Regions from separate parts of the Zea mays genome. Here region 2 is linked to region 1. The links are chromatin contacts, called in public Hi-C maps. All regions are on one chromosome and are shown on one strand. The core of a region is the stretch at or near the end of the contact, and the rest is flanking DNA. Distances in the headings are between cores, read along the strand shown. Region 1 holds the start of LOC103647412 (plant UBX domain-containing protein 2). Region 2 holds the start of LOC100283179.

Region 1 (2,700 bases), core at 146-2,645:
AAGGACCTCCATGTGCATTAGTCAGTCCTATATGTGCATTTCTGATATCCCTTAATTTATAGCTAGTGTCCCACTAATACCTCAAGAAATGGTTACACATTTGGTAATACATACAATCTTCCGGTTACATGCCTTTACAATCTTGCAATGTTCTATGTTTATGGTGACATCATTTTTTTGAGATAATAGTTGAAAAGGGGAAATAAGTCATAACTACATATTATCTCTTAAGTCCTAATGAAGGTAAAAGCGCAACGAAACAAGCATAAAATTGACAGTTCATGTAAAAATGTCATGACATAATAAGTAAACCAAACAACCAAACTGTGCTGATTGATGGGAGTGAAAGCTTTGTGTTAGCCAGCCAATTAACGCTGAAACAAGCACATTAAAGGCCTTATTATCAACTGAACCCTCTTGTTACCTGCCGATCAATATTCTTAGCACCGTCCTGCAGATCAGCCACATTACTGCAGCTCTCCTTGGCCTCAACCTCTGCCTTCACTGGAGGCGCAGAGGGGTGTGCCCCCTCGAGCAGGAGGACGGCCCTCCTGATCCCATTGAGCCTCGCGTCCCTGGGCACTTCGTTCATCACGGCGAAGGGTTCTCCGCCCTCATCTCTGACCCTGAACCCGACGGCCTCCAAGAGCTCCATCCCGCCTTCCCTGTCCGCCACCGCCTCTTTGATCCGCGGGTTGCTCAGCCTCACCCGCCTGAACTTGTCGTTCTCGGGCTCCCGCAGCAGGTTGCCCAGCAGGCGTTTGACCACCTCCACGGAGGCCGCGGGCGGGGGCGGGTCGGCGGCGAGGTACGCGGAGGCACACGCGCGGGCGCCCCCTGCCGACGCGAGGCAGCCGTCGAGGTGCTCGGAGACGGCGACCTCGGACGGGAACGCGTCTCCGCAGCTGGGGCAAGCGACGGCGGCGGCCGCGGTGCCGTTCGCATCTGGACGGCAGGAGGAGGAGGAGACGAGGGGCGTGAGGGGGGCGAAATCGGTGGTTGAAGTGGGCGGGGGAGGTGGGGAGGGCCGCATAGGGGCGGGCCTGGGGTTTGCGCTAGGGTTTGAAGGACGGGAAGCGGGGTGGGAGGAGGAGGAGGAGGGGGAGGGGCCGGAGCCAAGGACGTGGGAGGTTCCCTTGAAGGAGGAGGGGGTCCCGGACCCGGAGGAGGTGATCTTCTTCACGAAATCCTTCATCTTGTCCTTCATCAAGGCGCTGGCGGCGGAAGCGTGGGCGGCCGCGAACAGATGGGATTGGTCGATTGGAGCGTGGACGCTCACGCGGAGCGGCGCTGGTGGAGAGCTGGAGGCTGTCGCCGCGGGGAGCCAGGGACGAAGCTACCGAGGAAAGAATGAAGTGGCAGAAAAGCGGAATAGAGGCGCTCCAGGCCAGCTTGCTTGCTTGCAACGGAATCGTTTGTTTCTTCGGTTGTGCCAACGAATGTTTGAATTGGTCTTTATTAAAAATTAATTACACAGACAAAATCTAAAAAAATGAAATGAATTTATTAAATCTATATTTAATATTTATAATTGATATTCAAATATTTAAAAACTTTAGTCAGTGGACCAAAACACTCTATAAAGCTATATAGTCAGTGGACAAAACACTCTATAAAGCTATCTCTAATAGCTTATTCATTTTATATCCATTCAAACTCCATTTTCAGACAGTATAGTATACATTATATAATAGCTTATTCATTTTATATCCATTCAAACTCCATTTTTCATACAGTACAGTATACATTATAAAATAGTGTTTTAATACGTCAAAGCTATCAGTCACGCGCGTGTTTCTTTTGTTTCTTGTGCGCGGTGTGTGCGCCGTTGGATTTTGCCGGTGGTCATTTTTTAGTTGTCTGATATGTGTTGTTTGTTTTTGCCGCTGACCAGTGGGCCATATTGGCATAGTAGGAGTTCACTGTTTTGAGTTTTTGGGTATCGCGCCTCTTCACTTTCCCCATCCCCTTCTCGAAGGCGTGAGATAGATGGTCGAGCGGAGCTTCCCACGGCGATGCTGCTATTTGCCGACGAGCTCTCCCCCCCCCCCCCCCATTTCTTGTGCTCCTTTTGTTGCTGGCAGCCGTCGGGCTCTCCGGGGGCGGCGATTTTTCCCTGCTGCTCGTGCTACTCGTCTTGCTAGTTGTCGGTGGGCTCTCCGACTGTGTTTTTGTTGCTGCTTCTTTGACGCTTAGTGGTGGGGCGGGCTCCCCGGTGGCGATTTCCTGCTCTCGCGCTGGTCCATGATGAGTTGTTGTGGAGGGGGAGGTGGCTCTTACAGGATCCATGGTTGCTGTCAGCGGAGAATTTGTGGTGAATTGGGTGGCTCTACAGCTCCAGCCCGCGGCGATGGGGCTCTGGTGTGTGTTGACACGGTTGATTCGGTGAGGGAGCTCTTCGTGTATCTCTCTGTTTTTTTGCTCCTCGTTTTTGCAACATGTGCCGCGTGGGTTAGGCAACTAGAGTTTATATACTAACCTTTGGAGTAAAAACCGGGATGTTACATAACCTCATTAAGAGTAAGTTTAATAATAGAGTCCACGGTGGGCTCTAAATCCTTGACATGTCATCTTTTCTCTTTGTATTTCATACTTTTGTCTTGGAGCAGTTGGCTCTTGCATGAGAGCTCACCTCCTCTACTTTTTTATGTCTTTCTCATCCACATAGGAAAAAATGTCATGTAAGCATACTTAAGCCTA
Region 2 (2,700 bases), core at 192-2,691, 220 kb after region 1:
TCGCCGTCTTCCGGGTCTTAGCCCGAGTCCGAGCCCTGGGTCGGGCGGAGCGGAGTTCGCCGTCTTCCGGGTCTTAGCCCGAGTCCGAGCCCTGGGTCAGGCGGAGCGGAGTTCGCCGTCTTCCGGGTCTTAGCCCGAGTCCGAGCCCTGGGTCGGGCGGAGCGGAGTTCGCCGTCTTCCGGGTCTTAGCCCGAGTCCGAGCCCTGGGTCGGGCGGAGCGGAGTTCGCCGTCTTTCGGGTCTTAGCCCGAGTCCGAGCCCTGGGTCGGGCGGAGCGGAGATCGCCGTCTTCCGGGTCTTAGCCCGAGTCCGAGCCCTGGGTCGGGTGGAGCGGAGATCGCCGTCTTCCGGGTCTTAGCCCGAGTCCGCGCCCTGGGTCGGGCGGAGCGGAGTTTCCTATGGCGCCTTTGGCAGGGCCTGACTACCTGTCAGTCTCACTCTGTCAAGTGACACTGCAGTCGGAGTGGCGCAGGCGGCGCTGTCCTTCTGTCAGACCGGTCAGTGGTGCGCCGAAGTGACGGCGGTCACTTCGGCTCTGCCGGGGGGCGCGTGTCAGGATAAAGGTGTCAGGCCACCTTTGCGTTAAATGCTCCTGCGACTTGGTCGGTCGGTGCGGCGATTTAGTCAGGGTTGCTTCTTAGCGAAGGCAAGGCCTCGGGCGAGCCGGAGATGTGTCCGCCGTTAAAGGGGGGCCTCGGGCGAGACGGAAATCCCTCGGGGTCGGCTGCCCTTGTCCGAGGCTAGGCTCGGACGAGGCGTGATCGAGTCGCTCGTATGGACTGATTCCTGACTTAATCGCACCCATCAGGCCTCTGCAGCTTTATGCTGATGGGGGTTACCAGCTGAGAATTAGGCGTCTTGAGGGTACCCCTAATTATGGTCCCCGACAACAAGTATCTGATATCCGATCAAATAATATCCGTATCCGTCACTTATCCGTCCGGATAAATATCCGGTCCCTGTATCTGTATCCGTCCCGTTTCTAACTATCCGTATCCGATCTCGAATCCGTTTTAAATATATTAGGGTAGGATATAGGATAAGCTACTATCAGTCCGTATCCGCCCGTTTTCATCCCTAGGCTGGGCTTGGATGAGGTCACGTCACTTGGTAGACGACGCCTTACTTGAACCGCGCTTTATCAGCTGTTTATGGTTCGTTATGAAGATGTTTTCCAGCCGTGTTTAAGAGCGTTGGGGGTACCCCTAATTACGGTACCCAACAATATGACATATTAATAAAATTTATGTATTTAATAAATCTATCATAAAAACAGATCTAATTACCTATTTAATAACACTAATGATATAGTTTAAATATCAGTATTCTATACATCTGACCAAAGTTAAAAATATTTGTTTTTCTGAAAGCGAGAACTATACACTTGTGTTGAAGAAAACCATGACAACTGTCTCAAAACATCGTACAAAAATAGCCCATGTGCACGGCACACATCATCCTAGCAAACGTCCTTATCCGGCTACAACTTTCGCGACGTCTGCGACATCAGAAAACTGAGCTCGCCCCCTCTTGCCTTCCCTCCTCCGCCGGACCGCTGCTGTCCGCCTCCAACCCTCCAGTTCGACGCAGGCGGCGACGGCGGCGCGCCGAGATGAAGGTCTCCGTGAAGACGCTCAAGGGATCTAGCTTCCAGATCGAAGTGGAGCCCACCGACAAGGTACTCATCGGTTGCGCTCCCGATCTGTCGCTATGTTTCTAGTTGCTGATGTATTGGCGGGGCTGCTTCGCTAGATTTGGCTGCTTTTTAGGTTTGTTTGGGGTCTAGGATTTGGTTGGTTCCGCTGTGGAGGAGATGAGAGTATTGGAAGCCGCGGGCGAAGCTGCCGTGGATCCAATCTGTAGGTTGCTGATTTGGTTCCGGTGGTGCGTGTGGAACAGGCGGAACGGAGAGCTGTTGCAGACTTCGCCTGTGGATTTTCTGGTTTCAATTTGGGTTTTTTCTTGGATACATGAATCAGATGACAAGGTGAAGTTATCAGGCATTGTAGTTGGTAGATAGAGCATAGGTTGCAGTCAATCTATCGTCGCTGTCCTACATCTCTTCAGGTTGTGTGTTTAATTGAATAAAGAGTAAGGCAACACGATACTTCATTACCTCGCGGGCACGGGCATTGATTAGTTATTGCGGTTTCAGTTTACACTGAGCCATTCTTAACTTGTTGATGTTAGATCTTATCAGTATAAGCTAATTTCTGCCAGTTTATTTCTAAGTAGCTTTAGGATGTAATGTTGGATTTTCAACTATTTGGTAATGTGGTTGGAGTGAATCAAATAGGTGCATGTGATGGCGGCCACAAAACAAAGCCTTTGAGAGATTTTTCAGTATGCCTAATTGCCTATGTTCATCACGGACCTTAGATGCTATCATTCATGAATAAAAGGATGCTATCAACACCCCTTCTCTGGTTATTTCAGCTCTCTAGATAAGAAACTGGTAGCAATAAATTTTATAGATATAAGGAGTAAATCAACCTTACTTTCTTACAATCGGCAGTAGAGATTGTAAGGGGATGGCTTCTCTTTATTTATCAGCTAGGATAAAATGAGGACATTGCCTGGCTACTCATCTCATTTCCTACTGCAATTGTCTTAGGTTCACACCTGACACCACTTATTTTAATAATTTGACATGCTAGAGAAAGATTCTGATTGGAATGATAACTACATATGCGCTATGAAC

Evidence for each region. Hi-C and Micro-C count contacts between places; a contact is called where the count stands out from the background.
Region 2: a contact with region 1 is called in a Hi-C map of leaf, with 10 times the contacts expected there. The contact joins the promoter of LOC100283179 here to the promoter of LOC103647412 in region 1. A contact is called at or near these places in 5 of 25 Hi-C or Micro-C datasets (bundle sheath, ear, leaf and 1 more).

Annotation. Positions count from the first base shown.
Region 1 is chr2:184,484,971-184,487,670 of Zm-B73-REFERENCE-NAM-5.0, forward strand. It overlaps LOC103647412 (plant UBX domain-containing protein 2), which reads right to left and starts at 1,396. Exons shown (of 3, transcript XM_008671951.4): 1 at 425-1,396. The coding sequence starts at 1,207.
Region 2 is chr2:184,706,040-184,708,739 of Zm-B73-REFERENCE-NAM-5.0, forward strand. It overlaps LOC100283179, which reads left to right and starts at 1,442. Exons shown (of 11, transcript NM_001156081.2): 1 at 1,442-1,677. The coding sequence starts at 1,612.